Regions from separate parts of the Mus musculus genome. Here region 1 is linked to region 2. Evidence: chromatin contacts called from public promoter capture Hi-C data. All regions are on one chromosome and are shown on one strand. The core of a region is the stretch at or near the end of the contact, and the rest is flanking DNA. Distances in the headings are between cores, read along the strand shown. Region 1 overlaps Ankrd44 (ankyrin repeat domain 44). Region 2 overlaps Ankrd44 (ankyrin repeat domain 44).

What was found. Capture Hi-C pulls out chosen DNA fragments and counts their contacts.
Region 1: a contact with region 2 is called in a promoter capture Hi-C map of adipose tissue. The contact joins two enhancer-like sites. A contact is called at or near these places in 3 of 484 Hi-C or Micro-C datasets (embryonic stem cells, nephron progenitors and thyroid gland), 10 of 115 datasets of contacts at active chromatin or transcription factors (the 230-238 cell line, CD8 T cells, the HPC-7 cell line and 7 more) and 2 of 9 other capture datasets (adipose tissue and liver).

The regions. Positions count from the first base shown.
Region 1 is chr1:54,895,498-54,901,984 of GRCm38.p6, reverse strand. The region is part of intron 1 of Ankrd44 (ankyrin repeat domain 44); the gene reads left to right. Among named protein-coding and RNA genes, the nearest start is that of Ankrd44, 28 kb to the left of the region's middle. Within about 2 kb of position 4,819, at least 121 of the 459 cell types and tissues checked have an H3K27ac peak or open chromatin away from gene starts, as enhancers often do. A contact at or near this core is called in acute myeloid leukemia, adipose tissue and bone marrow-derived macrophages, where this site is marked.
Region 2 is chr1:54,808,192-54,814,814 of GRCm38.p6, reverse strand. All of the region lies in intron 2 of Ankrd44 (ankyrin repeat domain 44), which reads left to right. Among named protein-coding and RNA genes, the nearest start is that of Ankrd44, 110 kb to the left of the region's middle. Within about 2 kb of position 4,499, at least 37 of the 459 cell types and tissues checked have an H3K27ac peak or open chromatin away from gene starts, as enhancers often do. A contact at or near this core is called in acute myeloid leukemia, adipose tissue and bone marrow-derived macrophages, where this site is marked.

The DNA.
Region 1 (6,487 bases), core at 3,570-6,069, 87 kb before region 2:
GGTGGGAAAGCTGTGATCTCAGGGGAAGTGGCTGTCTGAAGTTGAGGCCTCCCTTGTGGGAGCTGGTGGCTATACTCTGCTAACCACGTGGCTGAGCTGGGGCCAAGTCAGTCCTTGATGAAGGTTCTTGGGTGGCTCACCTGATAGAAACAGGCCATCATATCTGTCACATCGCTCGTGCTTCATAGCAGCCTTAGGACATGACTGCAATATTCATTTCCATTTTATAAATGAGATAACTGGTTTAGGAGAGTTCCTCTGTATCCTGTGTTGTAAGCAAGGACAGGAACTCAGGCCTTCTAAATTCCAGGTCCTCTTAGTGATGCCTACGATGGTTACCACCCTCCCTTCTTCCCTCCTCCCCTCTTCCCTCCTCAGTCATTCAGCTGGTATGAAGATGGCTGAGCCTCATCTGCACTGGGGCAAGCGAGCTGCTGAACACTGTCCCCTCATCTTGTTGCTTCTAGGGTTAGCCAAGGAACTTATAGGTTGATTAGCACAGTGGAATGGAGGTTTCATGCTATTATCATTTGATCAGCTTAAGGAATTAATTAAAACAACCTTTGACATGTCAGAAAGCAGCTTGCTCTGTGTCAGGTTTCTCCCATGGGTTATTTCTGGCATGGATGAGGGCCTGCGGTTTATGGCCTCTGGCAGAGTGCTCTGAGGCCTTTAGAATTTCACCTGCTAGGGTCCAGCTAGCTAGTGCCTGAGGGTGAGCAGGCTGCTGGCTGACTCAGGAACCTGACCTGCACATGGACCAGGCAGTGCTTGGCTGTGGACTCTCTGGCATCCTTTATAGGTCACTTTAGTTTGGGCTCTGAGGGGCCCATTGGGAAGACTTTCCAGCCACTTCTAGTCCCTCAGAAGGGACTACAGTTTCTTAATCTAAGTCAAGGCTTTTCCGTTACCGTTTGTTTCAATCATTTTGGCTTTTGATCAGACCTAGTGGGGATTGACTGTTGGACTAGGCCACAGGCGTATGGAGGGCAAGTGTTAGAACCATGATCTTATCAGCCCTGACTAACGAGACTGATGCAAGGTAGCAGAGCTTTTAGTAAAACAGCTGGCTATTGGGGGGCTGGAATTGTCTTACAATAACATTTCACGTGAAGGAGCTGAGTTCAGGGGTGCGGTGGGGTGCAAACAGGCTTCTGCAGCCATAGCAATTGGTTCCATAAAAGCTGTTTCCCCAGCCCAAGGGGCTATTGCTCTCAGCATTCTGACATGCTAATAGGAGACAATGGACACATTCCTCAGAGCCCCGATGGGCTGAGACACCTTTCTACTGATCCCTGGCCTGTTTGCCCATCCTTTTCTTTGAATTACTTTTTCATTTACTGTGTTTTTAAGAGAACTAAGGTCTTCCTGTTCCCTGTGACCACTCTGAGGTCACTCTTGTTGGTCCCCCCAAGCCGCCTCTCCCCCCATGTTGGCTTCTTTTCTCTTTATTTCCATAAGTCTTTCTACCACAGGCTTCCTTAAGATCTGGAGAAATGCAGGTCTGCTTTATTCTCAGGATTTATGGCCTGTGGCCTATCAATCTTCTAGAGGCCTAACTAAGTTCATAGTACAAATCACAGGGGCGGGGGTTATTTTTGAAATTAAAAATATAATTACATCACTCCCCTTTCTTCTAGTTCTCGCCATGTTATCTCCCACCCCTGTCCACCCTCAAATTCATTGGGGATGGGGAGTTTCCATCAACTTCATGAATACTCAAATGCAGAATCTAGGCTAATATGTCAAGTCTTTCACAACTCAAGATGTAGTTACTCCTAACTCAGGAGTCGTTTATATTAAGCGTGGGAGAGAGTTACCTTCTCCTTGGGACTTACAAATAACAGGAGTTTTCTAGTATGGGTGCTACCTGGTAGCTCACCTTCATCTTGCCAGGGGTGTCACCTCCCTTCCCGATGGCATGGTCAGCCCTATGGTGCCAGATGGCTAAGCCTGCTCGGTGTCTCAATTTTCTTTCCCCCAGAACTCCTTCCTGACTTGTTTAACAAGTTGGGGAATCTACCGGGGGTGGGAATGGCCTTGACATTCGTGTGGCAGAATGTAAAGGTCTGTCATCCCCACTCTGGATGCTCTCCTCAGCAGTTAGCCAGCTGTTTGTTGCTTCTTAGTGGTCTAGATGGATGCCTCTCAGGCGCGCTATAGCCTCCTGTTCTGCCTCGCCTCACTGGCCCTTTCCAAACACACTCTTATTTAACACCCATGGCCTTGATCAGTGCTGGTCTTGTTTACTACTATGTCCAAGAGGAAGACCTTGGGGCTCATTCTCCATCCTCTGCCTCCTTAGACACCGTGAGCAGTCATGTCTTGTCGTTGGTCTCCCACACCATTCACTGCTTTTACAAACCATTCTCTCTTTTTAAAATTATGTAGTTTGAACCTTGCTGGGGCTTCCGAGAGGCTGCACTCTGGCCTCTGCTGCATCCTCATCCTTGGGGCTTAGCCTCGCCATGGCTCTATTCCTAGTCCTTTACTTCTCCATTGGAGTGACAGCGCCGTCTTCACACTCCTGGGACATGTGGAAATGAGGATCATTCTGGTTATCAGAGTGATTAGCAGCTGCTGCCAGCAATTAAGGGGTGGAGCTAGAGATGGCAAATGCCATGCGTGGGGAAGTGTTTTGCATATGGAAGTGTTCTACCAGAATGCAGGTCCTGTTGATCAACAGGATCGTGCTGTGCCTTTGTGCCTGTCCTGCCCTTTGCCCAAGATGCCCTATCTTTACCTTCTCTGAAAAACTCTTACATATTTAAATTCCAGCTTAGAAAAACTGCTACATTATCTCTGAAGCCTCTTATCACTCCCCCAAACCCCCATTTTCCATGCCAAAATCAACATTATATGAATGTGACTTGAGTGTGTGTTTCCTGCAGAAGGGATGGCCTTATTCAGCTTTGCGTTCCTGCAAGAAGCACGGAGCTGCAGGCAGTTGTAAGGTAAATAGGATGGAATGGCTCTAATCACGGAAAGGACTGATCCTTCAGCTGTGTGGTTCTTGGATTCGTTTACTTGTCAGGTTTGAATTGCCTTTCCCTTCCTCCCTTCTCCTTCCTATTTCTCTACCTCTTCTTTCTCAATTGCAGCCTTTCTAATTTTGGCATGTGCTTCCTCATTACTACAGATTGGCTATCTTCCATAACTACAATCATCTGCAGTTCCTTGAGGCATTTAAGAATTAAAATAGATCTTGGCCATCTTTGCTACGAGGTGTGATTGCAGTAGTTACAAATCCTGTTTCCAAGGCAACAGCTTTCTGCTTAGGAGTAGCATGCTTTTTGTAGCTAATCTCCATTAAGAGAGAGGAGTTTTATGGCTTACATCTCCATATTCAAACTTTGTCTGCTCTATTGCTTATAAAAGGCCAGTTTACATGGGACTAGGGCAGGGATAAAAACATCTCTATACTTGCAGTTTAAAAGCCTTGCTGAACATGTTAAGCATACAGAGGTTGAGGACACACAGTAAGTACATGTATGTGTTCATGAACATACCATGTAAATAGAACCCTAGATACAAAAATGACAGAGCACCAGCATTTGAAAGCTCAATGGTTATTAGTGTCAATACTGGATGTTTCCCAACATGTATTTCTTATTTTATCTAAGATTCAATTTTTATGTTTCTTTGTGTGTATGTTTGTGCAAGAGTCTTGTAAAAGTTACAAGAGGACATATGATCCCCTGGAACTTGACTTATAGGTGGTTGTGAGCCACCCTGTGGATGCTGGGAACTGAGTGAACCCAGGTTCTCTGCCAGAGCTGTGAGTTGTGAGTCGATTCAGTGAAGGAGATGATTTCTAAGGCTCCTGAAAACTGGCTCTGTGGATATCATGCACCCTCAGAAGGATCTAGGGAAGCTCCACTTCTCTTGGCTGTTTCCCTTTCCTTTAAAAAGGAAGTAGGAGGCATGGTTTGATTCTGCAGGTAGGGAGAAAGTAGACGGGAAAGGTGTGGTGACTAGCCTTTGTGCATACAGAGGGTTAGTGATACCCTTTTGTCTGTTTATTTTGTATTGCTGGGGACTGAACCTCTGAACCCAGGGCCTTGCCTATGCCAGGCAAACTCTTCTACCCCTGAGTCATGCACTCAGCATCAAGTGATTCTCCTAACTGCCCCACAGGAAGATTCCTCTCTTCCAACCATGTTCAAAAGCCCGGGACTGTCATTCAGTTTGTGTAGGGGTGGAGGGAAAGCCCAAGTTTTAGAATATAAAATGGTTAAAAACTGCAGAGCTTTAAAGTTTGTTTAATCAGTCCTTATCCTTGGCTTCCTTAGTCAGGTAGAGTTGAGCTTGGCTTGTATGTCAGTGGCTTAACTGGCTCTTTTAAAGATGAGATTTCAACTGTAATTTTCCATTCTCCCGTGCCCTCTGGCATCTTTGTAGAATGCTCTTAGCTGTTATTTGAGGCCTTCCAAGAATTATCAAAATGAAACGGCTCCTTCAGCTTTAATGCCAGTGCTTAGCCAGACGGACTGGGGAGGATGGCGCTTTGTGGGGGTTGCCCTTCACGTGTACCAGTGTCTCCCTGAACTTAGGCTTGAGCACAGCATGCACGCACGGTGCCAGCAGTGGCCAGAAGAGGACATTGACTCCACTGCAATGAAACTACAGATGGTTGAGAGCTGCTGTGTAGGTGCTGAGAATTAAATCTAAGTCCTCTTAACCACTGTGCTGTTTCTACATGAGGTGCCACGGTGGAGAATTCTTTAGATGGCCACCTCAGGTTGGTCCCCTTCGTACTCAGCTGCAAAGCCCTTATAAGCTTCCTCTACCCGCCTAGCAGTTGTTTCTTCTGCTTAGAGAGCTATCATTTGGTTTCCTCCTGAAGATCATTTCTATATAGGGATAGGTCGTGTGCTCTACATTTAGTATACAGTAAAATACTTTACTGTTGGATTTAATTTGTGAAAAACGGAGGTGATTCAAATTGGCTTCTGTTGTTATCTGCTCATTGCCAAAGGGTTGAAATAACAGCTTTCTTTTGGTCTGTGTTGTTAATCCATGGAAAGTCATACTCTCCCAAGTAATAAAGGGAAGTGACAGCCAGCCATTGTGTGTGTGTGTGGCAACATTTATTATGCTACATTCATAAATGGTCTGTATTACAATATTCTTTACATATGAGAAACCCTACACTTAGGACTTAAGAATCACAAAGCAAACACCCAATCACCTTTATTATACAAGGCAGAGGCAGCTTAAAGAAATAAATGAAAAGGGCAACCTGAGCTTTCAGTTTTAAAATGCTTTCACTAATGACGCTTGCTTGCGTTTCTGTGGGTGCAATAGGAGGAAACCGCCTGGCTCGTGGAGCATGTTAACGAGGCGGTTTGCTCTTGTTTGGATTGGGGCTGGTGTGTGCTGAATTCCGTGGGTGGCTCACTGGGCCTTCTCAGTGTGCCTAAGATATTTTGGCTGCTGACTCTTGTCATTTTTGTCGGGGAGCCAGCTGTCCTTTTATTCTGTAAGTGGTGATGATGGTTACTGCAAAATGGCTTTGGTGTCTTTTAAAGCAAATTGTGATTTTCTTTTTTCTTTTTCCTTGAGACAAGGACCCATGTGTTCTAAGCTGGCCTAGAACTTACTGTGTATCTAAGACTGACTCTGAATTTCGGATCCTCTTGCCTCTATTATGGGCTCACACCCTCAAGCCCTGTTTATTTAATGCTGGATATCCAGGGCCTCCTGTGTTCGAGGCAGCACTTTACCCTGAGCTAAATCCCCATCCCAAATAGTGAAGGCACTGAGGAGCCTTGTATTAGTCAGGGTTCTCTAGAGTCACAGAACTTATGGATAGTCTCTAGATAATAAAGGAATTTATTGATGACTTACAGTCGGCAGCTCAATTCCCAACAATCGTTCAGTCACAGCTGTGAATGGAAGTCCAAGGATCTAGCAGTTACTCAGTCTCACGCAGCAAGCAGGCGAAGGAGCAGGAGCAAGAGCTAGACTCCCTTCTTCCAATGTCCTTATATTGTCTCCAGCAAAAGGTGTAGCCCAGATTAAAGGTGTGTTCCACCACACCTTTAATCCCAGATGAAAGGCATAGCCCAGATTAAAGGTGTGTTCCTTAACTCGGAGATTCAATCTTCTGGAATCCATAGCCACTATGGCTCAAGATCTTCAAACCAAGATCCAGATAAGGATCTCCAAGCCTCCAGATAAGGGTCACTGGTGAGCCTTCCAATTCCGAATTGTAGTTCATTCCAAATATTGTCAAGTTGACAACCAGGAATAGCCACTACAATCCACCCCTTGTCAACTTGACACAAATAATATCTCATGTTCACATGAAACAATAACAAGGTTGTAAATACGCCTAACATGATATAACTATCCCTCGTACAATCGCAAACGCATTAGTAAATTTACAATGGGCATTCATATTACTTTATAATCCTCGTTTCTGCAACTGGTTACGTGGCCTTAATTGGTATTTATAACTACCTTCCTCTACTACCCATTCTGT
Region 2 (6,623 bases), core at 3,250-5,749:
CTAAGTCTTTACGAATTTTCCTAGTTACTTCTAACCTAAGACAACAGACGACCCCAACGAAACCTCCAGAATAGTCTTCGGTATTGTTTCTTGAACTTCAGGGTGCAACAGAATCTCAGAGGGTATATTAACACAGGCCGATGGCTGTTACCACAGGGTTTCTGATCTGGCATGTACCAGGAGGTACCCAAGGGTCTACACTTCTAGTAATTTTCTAGGAGTTGCTAGCATTGCTGTTTGGGGACCATACTTTGAGGACTGGCCCATGGACAGGCTGGAAATAAATAGAAGAAATATTCTAATGAGTGAATAGGAGATATCATAGGCCTACTGCTATGTGATGTGAAAGTCGGGATACTCATTCAACAGCTACAGGTGCTGTTTCCAAGCTCTGTGCGAGGAATCGGGATGCGCTGGTACTGTATATGGGCCGGGACTCTGTCTTCAGAAGCCTGTAGCGTAGTGGAGAGACAGACAGTGATCTGGTAGAGAAGGTGGGTCAATTGGTACTTATAAACTAAGAAGCCTGTTGAGAAGGGAGTTATGACACCAAATCAAAGGGACAGAAAAGCCTCTGCAGTGGTAGTGACATTTAAACTGAGACTGGCCATGAGAAACTGGGCATCTTGAGAAGACTGGAATATTCTTCAGGTTGGATGAAGACGTGAGCGCAAACTTCTGCGGTGGAGTGGAAGCATGGGCTTGCTGCAGTGTTCATATGGCTTTCTTAAATGTACTGTGGGTGGCCAGGAGATGCACAGTCTGTTTCTCAGGAGACATGAGGCAGGTCACTCAAGTCTGTATGGTAGGTTAGATGGGAAGAGCACTGAAGAGCTGGCTGCCAAGAATGACACCTGGCCCAAGCAGCAGAGAAGGGAAGTGACGGGGCGATACCAGGATCTAATGTGTTTCTGGGAGAAGACAGAAACCAAGGCTTGCTTTTCAGGGTGCAATGAAGTGATCATTATTCTGCAGATACAGTAATTGGCTGTTTGTTGGAAAAGGGGTTGGGGCTTAATACATGTTCTTGTTGACTAAGTTCCCTATCTAGTGGATATCCGTGACTGCTTAGCTACTTTGAGTTGGAGAATAAATAAGGCCATTGAGCAGTAAACAGAATGTATCTTTCTGTAATAACCAGAGTACCTAAGGGTCCCCGAGACTGTGCTGGTTGCCATGTGACAAGCACGGGACAGCTACTCTCTTATGCTCATGGCTTGTCCGGGTCTGGAATCCTGACAGGCTCAGTAGGATAGCTCTCACCATTCCAGGACATCTGGGATTAGCTGGAGAGACCTACCAGCTGGATGATTTCATAGAAGGATAAAATATTTCTGGGGTTCTTTGCTCATAAATCTGTCAGCCTGAGCACAGCCTTTCACGTGTTTGGGGTTCTCTCTCTACAAGACAGCCACAGTGAAGTTCTGACATGGCAACTCGAGGATCATAGGTGAGCATGTTTGTGAAGGTGTCAGATCTCTGAATTATGTAGGCAGGTAGCCAAACTCAAATTCTGCTTCAAGGAGGCCCAGGTGAGGAGGGATTGGTAGGGTTTGCAAGCTGCCTCTGGCAAGAGGTGACTCTTTGGGAAAAAGACCCAAATGAAGGGGAAGAGTTGAGCAGTTTTGCGTTAAATCCTGTGTTAATGACTATCTCTGGCCTGGAGCCATGTGATAAGTAGCTTTTCCAGTCTCTTCTATGTGTCCAGCCCTCAGAAGTGAAGCAACCAACCCTAGTTCATGCTATTGGATAATTAGAGGATGTTCATAAACCAGGGCATGAAAGAACAAGGCTTGACCTGGTCACAGGTTTCCCAAGAGGCTTGCTCTAATATATTCTGGTGAGCTTCATCCTCAGAGTATCAGTGTACAGTGTTGGAAACTATTCTTGATGTGGCTCACCGTAAATAGTTAGAAAACACTGGTCTGCATTAGTTGATCCAGGCCCACGATAAGTTCCTTGATCTAAAGGAATCTAAGTAGATTCCCCAAAGGGTAGCACAGACATCCTAGGAGTGTAGATGCTGACCCAGCCGGAAAGTGCAATATCTACCTCAGTGACTTAAAAAGATTTTTAAATGTGCACTTAATGTTCACGTTATCGAACAATGGTGCAATGCATTAGTATGTTTTTTTTTTAATTTACAAATGCTTAGTTAAATACATTTGCATATGTTTAATTTGTTTTGGTAATGGACTAGATACTGCTTTCTAAAATTTTATCTTTTAACAGTTTAACACATGAATGCAATATATTGAGATCACATAGCCCTCCCTCAATTACTCTCTCTGATCCCTTTCATCTGCAGTTGATTCTCTTCTTTCTAAATCCCCCTCCTTCTTCCCTCCTCCTCCTCCTCCTCTCCTCTAGTCTTGGGTAGATGGTTGTGTTCATGATAGAAATGGCTATGCCATGCAGACACTCATTCACAATGCACTTCCCCATCCTTTTGGATCTCACAGTCTTCCTACTCATTCCATAGTGTTCCCAGGCTTTGGGCTTTGGAGGATGTGGTAAATACATCTGCTTAGGACCAGCCAGTCAGTGGGCACTTATTTTCAGCACTTTGACCATTTATAGGCCCCTGCATGAACCACCACCCACCGCGAAAAGACACTTCTATGCCCAAGCTGTGAGCAGCATTGGTCTAGGGTATAAATACAGGCATTTAGAAGGCTGTTTGGCTTCATGCTCTTTTACCATAATAGTAGTAGTATATTATTTCCCAGGGCCTGTGACCTCCAGACAGTCTTTTGACCAGGTTTGCAGTACCAGGTACGTATTCCTTGTGGAGCAGGCAGGACTCGAATCCAACTAGAAAGCAGTTGGTTACTCCAAAACGACCACGCCACTTGTGCATCTTGCCTGGCAGTTCAGTAGTTATTTTAGTACTCAGGGTTCACAGCTGAGTAAGGCTGTCAACATCTTCTTCATAACCCCGACCCCCAGGCCCTTATAACAACTAGCATTAACCCATTAACAACCACTGGCACTAACAAACTAGCCAGTGGAGAAAGCTTCCAGCTCAGTTCCAGCTTGACTTATCTGTATCCTATATCCCAGGTGCATGCTGTCTCCAGCAGTGGGGTCTTAGCATCTTGGTTTGATGGAGAGCAATGGCATTAAGAATTATTGGGAAGGTCACCTGGGGGCTCACTGGCTAACAACTCACAGGATATACACACAGCATCTCACCCTGGGGTTTCATTTAAGCATCTATGGTTTCTGGGGAAAGCATTCTCCATCCACACAGGGTATGTCTGCTCAAGTTCTTACTTACCAAAAAATTATTTTTTAGTTAGCTTATAAAGTGATAGGTTTTCTATGTGGTTTTGGTTGACCCTCCCCCTGGCCTGCCTTTCCCATAGCTTGCATCCTAGATTCCATATTGCATGTGGTACCCACCCCACCTTTCCCTTACCTCCCCACCTCTCTTGGCTCCTCTCTCACTTCCTGACCCCTATCGACACTCGCTTCAACATAAACACAGGGACCTAAAAATGTGAAGCTAGCATCCACACATGAGGAAGAGCAAGCATATGGTGTTTGTCTTTCTGGGCCTAGTTACCTCAGAGTGGACACTGCTTAAAGGCATCTGTCACAGTATTGCATTTATACCTGTAGCTGATGCTTTCCAAATGTTAGTGTGCATATAAATCACCTGAGAAATCTTACTTTACTCAGTACAATTTTGGGGAATAAATCCATATTACTGAAGCTCACAGGGGATAAACTTATAGCACAGACCTTGCATTTATTAATTTCACTAGCTTAAAAACTCTTCCTGTTATTCACATCTGTTTTTGAAGATGTTAATTTACTCAGCATTTGTAAAACAGTATTGTACCAGAGTTGGCATGATGAGCCTTGAACTAGTATGAGAGGATTTGGGGTTCCTAAAGGAGATTTGCATGGAGCTCATATGGCCTAGAAGTGGGTTTATCGGTGAGGCGCAGCAGAGTAGTGATCATGAAGGTAAGCTTTGGTGAGTGGGCTCCCTGGGCAGTGTGACCCTGGGCTAGGACACTCAGCTCCATGTGCTTCTGTCCCTCCGGTGTGATGGGGTGTTAGAGTCCCTTCCTGCCAGTCTGCGTGTAACTCATGACAACTGCACGGAGAAGACCCCAGTACCTTGAAGAGCACAGCCAGGGTCAGCGATTCTTTATTCTGACTTTATTCAGAGGGATGGCTCTTTCCTTATCAGCAAACCTCAATTCTCTGACATTCATCTTCTTTGGCATTCTTGCGTTGTTCTGTTTAAGCTTTCTGTTTCTGCTTGGATGTGGATATGGCTCCGTCTCCAAAGGTTCAAATGTTGGGAGCTTGGATCCTAGCATGGGGTTGGGAAGTGGAACTTCCAACTGCCTGGGAGAAGTGATTCCCCCAACCCCCACTCCAGGAATGGATTAATGCTGTCTCATAGTGCTGATACAGGGCAGGGTTGTTACGAAGTTATGACATCTACATGCTTGGCCTCTTCTGCAGAGGCCAGCCCCTTTCTACTTCCCCATGTTGGGACACAGCCAGATGATGACATTGTGTTCTTTGGACTTTCCAAATACCAACCTTACCCCCCCCCCCACGATTCGGGTATTTTTGTTTTGACAGTGCACAGAATATCTTAAGCCCTTTTAGAACAGGATTCTTACCCTTTCCCCCCAAAGGATTGCCATGCCTGCTATCAGCAGCTGACTGTATCAGTTTCTGTGGTTGCACTGCCTCAGAGCCTGTCTTTGGATTGCAGCTCCTTGGTTCTCCGTGGCGTTGCTTTTGGCAACTCAAAACTCAAAAGCCTGTGGAGTCCAGGAGACAGAAGTAGTACACAAAGAAGGTGTCGGAGAATGGTAACAGCTGTGTGGAACTGCAGCAGTTGTGGCCGCAGTAAAGGCGTTTCAGGGAGTGGTGGTACCTTCCTCTAACCCCAGCACTTGGGAGGCAGAAGGATCTGGAGTCCAAAGGCAGCCTTGACACAGTGAGTTTGAGATCAGCCTGAGCTTCGGGCTACAAGAGAGGTTGCCCTAATCAAAGTCCACACCTGCATCAACCCAAAAGAAAAAAACTCAGCCATACCCCAAATAAGATATTCTAATTTATAGTTAAAAAATGCGTGGTAACCAAACAGATCTATAGGTAAATTTGGGGTCCTGATATAAATACACGCTTGTTGCTTCTGCTGAAATAAGGACTTAAGGGTTGAGTGAAGTGTCATTTCTTCCCTCCTATTTATCTTAGAAAATCCTTTCATTTTATAACGATCTGTCATCCCTTTGCCTTTTTTTTTTTTTTTTTTTTTTTTGAGGCAGGGTTTCTCTGTATAGCCCTGGCTGTCCTGGAACTCACTTTGTAGACCAGGCAGGCCTCGAACTCAGAAATCTGCCTGCCTCTGCCTCCCGAGTGCAGTGCTGGGATTAAAGGCGTGCGCCACCACGCCCGGCCCCTTTGCCCTTTTTGAGCCATTGTTTTAAAAAGTCCACATTTATAAGCTGCCCGCATAACTCGGTTTCTCTGTCGGTTGGGTTGTGAGGTTGCACTGTTTTCTTATGCACCAGTGGCGCCCCCCACAGTGGTGCTTCCACAGGCTTTCTTTCCGGTGTTGTCCCTAAGAGAGCTCCAGCACTTGGCCATTTCTTCATCGCCTTCTTTATGTAGAATGTTTTCTGAGTGTCCTAGTGTTAGAACCCCTTGTGAGCTTCCTCCCCGGTTGCCAGTCCCCATTCTAAACTCACAGATGGGGACACTCATGGGACCCCTTTACTGTGGTTGGCCCCAGTACATATTGTCACCCAGTAACTAGCCTACAAGAGGTTTTGGCAATGGTAAGCTAGCATGCATTCACCAGAGAGGCATGTGCTATCAGTTCCCGTCACTCTTCTTCAGAAATCAGCATGTTTCCATCTTGATCTCTAGACCTAGAACCTACTGCAGGAGGTATTTGGCCTCAGACATATTTACTCTTACCTGCTTGGCTGAGGCCATCTTGATTACTCTGAATTTAGACCAGATTTGGCAGGTGCCTCCTTCATCTTCTCCCAGACCCATCTCTACCCACTCTGTCTTTCCTTCTTTTTCCCATCAGCAAGCCAGAAGGGGCATGTTAGGGAAAGAGTAAAAAGAGGAGCTAGCTGTGATGGGCAGCAGTTTCTGGGAAGTGACCACACAGCAGGAGTCCTGCCAGGTACTTTCTAAGCAGAATCTCACCCCACAATTCAGGAGAAAAAAGTCTGATTATTATGTTCATTTGACAGAGAAATGATGGCTAGAGAGGGGGCTAGCGACTCGTCCAAGGTCATTGTTCCTGTTTGATTTTAACCTTTGACCTCTGGAGTCTGCTAGACGTACTGCCATTCAGGTGGCTAAAACCAGATGTGGGATAAACAGTGAACCAAATCCAGACAACTGAGGGGTAGAGAAAATGAGGAGGAGGAGGAGGAGGAGGAGGAGGAGGAAGAGGAGGAGGAGGAGGAGGAGGAGGAGGAGGAGGAGGCGGCGGCGGCGGCGGCGGCGGCGGCGGCGGCGGTAGTTCTGGCCAAGAGGCAGGCCTGGTGGAAGAAAATCACAGTGGCAGAAAGTGAAGGCCCAGGGAGAGGTTGGGCTCTCTAACCACTCTGTTCCTTCCTCAGTGT